2 separate regions of the Sus scrofa genome follow, and region 2 is linked to region 1. Evidence: chromatin contacts called from public Hi-C data. All regions are on one chromosome and are shown on one strand. The core of a region is the stretch at or near the end of the contact, and the rest is flanking DNA. Distances in the headings are between cores, read along the strand shown. Region 1 holds the start of ADD2 (beta-adducin). Region 2 overlaps ADD2 (beta-adducin).

The links. Hi-C and Micro-C count contacts between places; a contact is called where the count stands out from the background.
Region 2: a Hi-C map of undifferentiated spermatogonia shows a contact between it and region 1, with 1.9 times the contacts expected there. The contact joins the enhancer-like site here to the promoter of ADD2 in region 1. A contact is called at or near these places in 1 of 5 promoter capture datasets (fetal liver) and 6 of 47 Hi-C or Micro-C datasets (brain, embryonic fibroblasts, fetal liver and 1 more).

The regions. Positions count from the first base shown.
Region 1 is chr3:71,728,258-71,732,244 of Sscrofa11.1, reverse strand. ADD2 (beta-adducin) reads right to left here and starts at 2,363. Exons shown (of 17, transcript XM_021087396.1): 1 at 1,963-2,363.
Region 2 is chr3:71,794,618-71,798,604 of Sscrofa11.1, reverse strand. It overlaps ADD2 (beta-adducin), which reads right to left. Exons shown (of 17, transcript XM_021087396.1): 3 at 2,133-2,352; 4 at 412-550. The coding sequence starts at 2,315. Among named protein-coding and RNA genes, the nearest start is that of ADD2, 67 kb to the right of the region's middle. Within about 2 kb of position 2,279, at least 6 of the 83 cell types and tissues checked have an H3K27ac peak or open chromatin away from gene starts, as enhancers often do. A contact at or near this core is called in fetal liver and undifferentiated spermatogonia, where this site is marked.

The DNA of each region.
Region 1 (3,987 bases), core at 1,114-3,613:
TATAAGTCTTTTCATGTGTATTTAAAATCTTAACCCTAAACCCTCTGCCAACAAACATATTCAATCATCTGTAAACTTAAGAATAGCTGAGATTTGCTCATTCCAGCACCATATTGATATTTGAAGTAGATCCAACTCAAGCCTAGAAGCACATGCAGTGTGTCGTTTCAGGCAGTGTTATGTATTTTGTGACAAGCACATTTCTAATCGGGTGAGACAACTGGGTGGACAAGAAAGAACATAGGGCTTGCTACAAAAATGGTATGGATTTCAGATCAAAGAGTGATTTACCTTTAGTGGTTCTCTGAAGGGTATTGACAGTATACTAATAATGGGGGTTTGCTTTCACTGTGCCCTATTTTTTTGGGGGGGGGCAGGGAGTGAGGGTAAGCCAGAGAGGCCTAGGCAAGATTTTGGTCCACAGGCATTGGGAAAATCTGATCACTTTACGGAATGAAAGTAGAACATTACAAAGTAGAAATATTAAATAGCCTAAACAGATTTTAAACATCTCTAACACAGACTCTTCCTATGTCAGTGGGAGGAGTGACTTGCAAGTCTGAAACTTCACAGCTATCTCCCCTCATCTGAACTCATTTAAAACACTCTCACTTCAAAGGTTACCAACTATTTTTCCCTTAAAATGAAACCTCATTTTCAAACCCCATTAATCCCTCATCACACAAGTTCAATATCTCATGGATCTCTACTAGCTCCACACCCTAGAAGTGGAAGAAGGGCGTCTACTTCCCCCATCATTTGCTCCTGCTGCAATTTGGGGTTAGAAAGCACAAAATGTCCATTTAGGAAACAGATTTGATTTCTAGTATTTATAAGGTTCGTTTGAGTCAGTTGAATCTTAGCCGACAAACTGCAAGAGGAGGGAAGAGTGGGTGTAGAGAAACAGATGGGTAATAATCAAGTGTCAAAGATAAATGACAATTTTCAAAAGAATTTGATAGGGTGTGGGCTGGGGCTTTTCTCCCCTCCTCCTTCTTTTCTCTCTCTCCCTCCCCCCCCCTTTTCTTCTTCTTCTTTTCTTTCTTTCTTTTTTTTTTTTTTTTTTTTTTTTTTTTGGCAGGGGGTGGGGATTAGAGAAGAGAAAGGGGGAGAAAAGGCAAGACAATAGGCTAGACCCGAGCGCCTGATCAGCATCCTAAAGCAGTTTGCCCCTCCCTTCCCCCCCAACACCAGGTAGACTGACTACGGTCGCGATTTCAAAACAAGCAGACGCTGTCCTCCGCCTCCCTGGTGGAGGGCGGCCTCCTCCCGGGTGCTGGAGGGCCGGGGAGGCAGGGGAAAAGAGCCGAGGGACGATGAAATCTAAGAGATGAACAGATTGGCCGGACCTCCTCGGGGACAGTGGCCTTTTTTTCCCTCCAAACTGGTGCGGTCGCATAAAAATTCAACCCACTCGGGTCCGCTCACGTGCCCGCGCCCCTGCTCCCAGTGCAGGCGGCTGCCGACGCCGCACCTGCTCGCCCGCAGCTGCGGCGGAGCGCGGCGCCTCAGCGATGGCGAGGCCGGGGGAGCGCGCCCAGCCCTGCCATGCGCGCCTCGCCGCTTCCCCGGAGGGCGGCGGCCGAGCGCGAAGGGGCGGGAGGGGCGGCCCCGCCCGGCGGAGCTCGCCGCCCGCTGGCCCGCCTGCCCGCCTGGACCGAGAAGAAAGCCCCACCTGTCAGACGCTGCGCTCCGGGCGAGTGGGTCCGGCTGTCCCCAGGCAGAGGCCAGAGCTTGGAAGCCCGGCTTTCCAAAGAACCTCCAATGTTACATCAGCAACAAAAACCTTTAGGCATAAAGCACAGCCGCGGGTAAGGGCTGCATCGCACTCATTAAGACAAGCTCACCGTTCTGGACCAACCAGCTCCCGCTCGGTGGAAGGATGCTGTAGGGGTCTCAAATTCGATTAAAATAAACAAAACCAAGGCCAGCCCACGGCGCCCACTCCCAAGATGGGCTTACCTCCTGCACGGCATCTTATCCATCTCTGGTCTTCCACTGCGGGTTGTGGGGTTTGGTTTGTTGGCTGTTGTTTTTCTTTTTTGGATCTGCTCGATAAATGAGCCCAGCTAATCGTCAGGGCAATGTTTTCTACTCATCCTGCAGCCCCGCACTCGCCAGAGCTGCCTGGAATTCCACCAGCAATGCAGCTTCTCCGCGTCAGCGGTAATTACAGACAACAGAGGCTGCTACTCCTTGACAAAAGGCTTTCGTTGCCGTTCGTCCCTTACAGCCGTGCTGTCAGAATTAAATCCATTTCCCGCACCAGGCGGGGAGGAAATGAGAGCTCTCTTGGCCGTGTGCGCTGACAAAAGAATGCTTGGCGGTGCCCACAGCGCCCCCTCTAGCGGGCCGCTGCCCGGCCACCCGAGCGAGGGCCGCCGTGCTGCAGTGCCCCCGCCCGCAGCCTGCCGCCCGCGCTGCCGCAGTCCCGCCGCCCAGGCCCTCTGCCCACGGCCACTCCCGCACCGCGAGCTGCTCGGAACAGCCAAGAGCCAACGTGAGCATGTTGTTGCTCGGAAGAAAATCTGAAACGTGAGCTCTGTTAGAGGATGTATCCTCCTGGGATTAAATAGGAAAAAGTCTTGTTCCTGTCTGGAAAGGACACTTTGCCTTGAGAAGACCAATTCAATTAGTGATTTTAATAGCAATTGTTCAACCGTTTGAATTCCAAGGCTTTTTAATCCCTATTCTAATGCTGATTCCGTTTTCCACGTGGGCAAAATATTTGCTATTGCCCTACCCTCTTAGGCTATGTATGGGCCCAGGTCCCTCCAATTCTCACTATTTCCTCCTCTCACTCCCTCCTCTCCCCAGTCTCCCACCCCAGAAGGAACAGGTGTTTCGTGAATGGGCAGCTGGATGGAGCACCAGAATACGTGGTTACAGTCTCAGACCTCCCATTAAGTAATTAGCTGTGTGACCCTGATGAAGTCACTTAACCTCTCTGGGCCTTATTGTCTTAACTCTGTAAAATGGTAGTATACCTAAGGCAACTCTCACTTCTACTTTCTGACGGTGTTTCTCAATGTGTGGCCCTCAGAGAAGAGGGATGTCGGGTGGCAGCTTGGGACTTTAGACGCTCATATTCTCCATCAACCCCAAAGCTCCCCTAAATCAACATTCATGCCAGATGTTTTTAAAAATGTGATGGCAGGGCAAGTACAGCTTCTAGAAAAGCCTCTGGTCACTGCCCCCATCCAGATCATGGCCCCTCTGCTCCCTCAAGGTTCTGGGGCAACACAGCCGCATAAAAATCACCAGACCCCACTACAGCACTGCTGCAGAATCAGAATTTCTGGAGCTGGGGCCAGAAACCCATGTTTTTAACAAGCATTCCTAACGATTCCTTTGAAAACTAACGTATGAGAAATGCGACTGTACTTGAGCTACTACCAGTGTAGGAAAGAAGAAAGTGCCCACTACAAAAGCCCTAGGACACCTGGCAAGCACTGCATTTCAGGGGCCAGAGTGAATTTTGCCTTTCTTCTCTAGCTCCCCCAGCCCCTCCAACCCCTGGTCTCTAGCCTTACTTCCCCACTCAGTGCTTCTCATCCGTTCCCACTTCATCCTCAGAATCACTCAGCAGAAGCCCTCTCCCCATTCTCTCATCAAAATCTGCTAGAATTACAAGCAGCTCAGCCACCAGGACCTGAAGTCTGTCTGGCCAGAACCAGGAAATGACATGTTTATTGAGACACTCAGGTGGCCTGAGCACTATTGGTGCTGAGCAATAATATCTGAGAAGTTGGAACTGCCTTCTCCAGAGCCCCAAAATCACAGGTATGGTAAGCCCTTTTCTAAAACAGAACCCAAAAAGGGAAGAGAATTTTTGTTTAGTCTAGAAATAGCAGGTTTCATAAATCCCCTTGGTCATGTTCATCACTCAACATTTTCTCTTCCTGGTGTGTCCTTAAGCTTTCTCAAACTAATAATAGCAAACTCTTGTTTGGTCCTGCCATTGCATTTTGATCATTATCCTACAAG
Region 2 (3,987 bases), core at 1,030-3,529, 66 kb before region 1:
GCAGAAGCCATGTAAGGGACCTTGAGTTGCAAAGCTCTTCCCTTCATGCTAATCCACTTATAAGGGGTGGGGCTGGTGGGATCATACATAGGCTGCCTTGCCCAGTGTCATCACAGCCACAGTATCATCCTCCCCCTCGCCCCAGCCGAGCCAGAGGCAGGTTCTCCCTTAAGTCTCCATCCCTGCCCTCCCCACCCCCCTTTCCTATGTCTGGGCATCAGGGATAATTCTCTTGAAATCACAGCAAAAGGAGCACCAGGTACCCTCTGGCTGCTGCTCAGCTCCCCCAGGTTTGCTAATGCAGCTGCACCGCTCACTGCGTAGCCTGGCAACCGAGCTGCTTCCTGCTGCACCTTCCCCACCCTGCTTCCTCCACCTCTGCTCCTGGCAGCTCCCCAGCTCCCCACGTACTCATGGAAGATGTTGGGAAGACTGCGTGGGAGGTGCTGGCCATGAAGTCCGCGATCTGCCGCAGGGCCCAGATGTTGGAGGAGTTGTTCCCCTTCTTCATCTGCTCCTGGATGAGGCCTTCCAGCTCCTCCCTGAAAGACTGAAGCAGGCCCCGAGGCGCTGGTCCTCCCAGGGCATCTCGTGTGCGAGACCAAGGGCCCCTCTTCCAAGTGCCCACCCCTAGTCCCTGGGTCAGCTAGGCCAGGGCCACAAGTGGGATATCTGGGCCCTAGAGGGCACTGGACAATCCTGTGCCCTTTGCCCTGTGGGCAATATTCCAGATTCCAGGTCCTTCCTTTGCCTTAGTGATAACCTAGACCCCCTCTCCCCATCAGACTTCGCTTTAGTGATGAAAAGACATTTTAAAAAGCAGAACTGAATGAAAAAGTGTGCCATCTTTCCTGTCCATCAGTCAGGCCTATGCTCTTCTGGGCCTCAGTTTCCTCATATACAGAAGGATTCGATGACTTCAGAGGTCACTTCCACTTCTGAAGTCCTGCTACTCTAAGCGTGGCTTTTCAGACCATTGAGACAAAAATAGGGCATGTCTGCCCACCAGGTGGCAGCGTGGAACCCTCAGGAGGAAACAGAGAACCACTTAGGGGTTGGGGAATCTACAAAAGGACAGAAGAAGCATGACCACCTCCTGTCCCCATTGCCTGCCTGAGAAGTCCCATCCTTCGGGCCCCAAAACTTGGGTTGGTGCTAACTCTGCCACTTCTCCTCCCACACCTGCCATCCCATATTCCTCCAGACTCCCCAGTGTCACCTGTCACCAAGACCTCCGGCCCATCCCCCTTACTGCTCCTCTATGTGCCCTTTCAACCAGGGTCACACACAGTGCCCTGCTCACCCTGGGTCTCCAAAAACCCGGGAGGGGCTGAGGCAGAGCCCATCCTGGCAGGTACCTGGATTTGCCAGCTCCATCCTTGAGCTTCTCAGCACTTAGGAGCAGGCCCTGTTTCCTGAGGAGCCCCCAGCTCTACCGGCGGGAGGCTCCCCGCTTGCCTCTTTCCACTGCTCTTCCTCCCCTCCAAGGACTGCATCACCCGCCTGCTTCACTGGTCCAGGAGGCTCACCCTCCCTCCTTCTCAGCCATCACCCGCCTCAAGGAAGAGCTCTGTGTCCACGCCAGGCAGGCACCAACTGACCTCAAGAGGGGCACCATGGCTCGGTGATCAGGACCTGTCCCCTGGGCCCTCCACTCCGCCACCTTCTGGAGCTCAGACCCACTTCACCCCTGCCCCGGTATCAAAGCCTTACTTGCCAGGACAGAGTTTCTGGTGTTCAGAAAAGGGAGCCCCAAATCTCCTACGTGACCCTCCCCCTACACCCCCACCCTTGGTTTACCTAAATCTGTTACGTCATTGTTACAGCTTGTAGTGAGGAGAGAAAAGAAGGTTGGAAACTGAGACTCAGAAGGGGCACAAGTAACCGAGGTGGGGCTCCTGTCCTTCAGACCCAGCTCCCCCAACCACCCAGCCAAACCCTAAATGAGGATGTGCCAGCTGCCCATGCCTGGAGAGAGACCCAAACACCCACGTTACCAGGGCGTCTTGCTCAGTGAGTTTAAAATTGCTCAGATCCTGAACGAGCGGAAGAGCAGTTATTTATCTTTCAAGTGCAGCGTCCCCCCACCCCCTCCCTCCTCCCCCTGCCCGCCTGGGGCAGACCCCACTCACCGGGCTCTGCAGGATCATGGTGACGCGCTTCTTCTGCTCCATCAGGTTGAAGTCCTGCCGCAGGTCCGCCGCACGGTTGCGAAGGCGCAGGTACTCAGGGTCTTCCTCAGAGAAGCGGTCGAAGTACTGCCGCCCCTGCGCGGGCGGCGGGGAGGCGGCCTCGGGGACCGTCTCTTCACTCATAGTCCTCCTGGTGAGTTTATGGTCCACTCCTGGAACCCTGCAGAGAAGGGAGGAGGCTGTTCCCAGTCGGGGTACACGACTCCTAAAGCAGAGGGCTTGGATTCCGCGGCATTCGCGGTGGGATGCGGCTATGCCCGGGAGGGTGTGAGTGGGACCGCGCGGGTTGGAGGACAGGGCTCCGCGGCTACCGGCCTATAGGGGGCGCTGATGCACCGTCCGACTAAGTGGAAATTTGTCACCAGCTCCAGGCCCCCGGCTTCAGCCCCCACTCTGGTTCAAGCGGTCTGGTCTCCCAGGGTGAGGGCGACGTGCAGACTTTGGCGGCAGTTCTGTAATGCTTATCTACACAGTGTAAACTTGTTCACTGGGAAATCGGACTTGATGTAAAATGTAAACCCTCTAAGACGCCTCCTAAAAACATTATGTGGGAAATTCATAAAAAGAGAACGGGGACCGTCTAAGAGGCGGTAAATGCTTCCCGCAGGGCTCTTCTTTACAACTTTGTCTTTGCCCTGGCCTCTGAATCATGAATCTTTATGTAAAGAGTGTCTCAATGCAGAATTAGTAAATGTCTTACTCCAAGTTTAAAAAAGGTGTACCATTTTTACGAATGGAAAATTAGTCTCTCTTAAGCCCTACTAAATAAATATTGAGAAACATTAACAGAATAAACGCTGTCCGAAGGGCACGAAGTTACCGGGCTGCCCAGAGGCCCATATATCTAGATCCTGGAGTGAGCCTTTGGAGAGCTGGGCTGGTCACAGCTACCTTTTCCTGCTGACCACGGGGAAAGCATATTCTTGCTGGCCGTGAGCCGTCTGTGACCTCTTCTTCCATTTTCTGTCAGCACTTTACCCTCCACCTTACAGCTGCTTGGAGTGGGTGGGCTGGGCTGATGCACTAGGCCAGGGAAGTGGAAGTCTGTCCCACTAGCCCGGAACACTTGGGTGATCCACTGATTGATATTATTGTTGTTGCTGTTATTATTATTATTTTGCATTCTTCTCCTTTGCAAAAGGCAAATTGCAAATTCAAAGGAAGACACATGGACAGGATCCCTCCAGGGACAGACCTGAACCCTTGGCCTAGAGCAGGGATCTCAGCCTTGAGTGCACATTGGAACCACATGGAGAACTTTGAAAAATTACTGATATCAGTGATTTTAATATTATTAGTCTGAGGCATGGCCTGGACATCAGGATTTTTAAAAGCTCTGAGTGATTCTAATGGGCAGTCAGGGTTAAAATACTACTGGCTAGATGTTAGGGGTTGTGTTGTGGAACGGAAGATATCCATTCCAGATGCCGACCATTTCTAGCTAGCCTGCCAAAGATGGCACAGCGCCTCTAACGCCAGTGTCAGGTGCCACTTCCCAAGGCCATCCAGGCCCTTCTTCCCACTCCAACCTGGGACGACAAGTGTCCTCCAAATGCCACCACAACCGGTTTTGTCAAGTTTATGAGACTATGACCTCTGATCTTAATTCTGTCACTAGTCAGTCGGCTCCTCATGAAAGCCCTCATCAGATCTCCACCAGCTGGCGCCACCCTCGACAGCCACACGGATGGGATGGAGGATGGAAGAGGGAGTCACCTGCACGTGGCAGCCCCAAACAAACAAACACAACAAACATTCTCGAAAGACATATTTTGAAACATATTTGGCAGGTTGT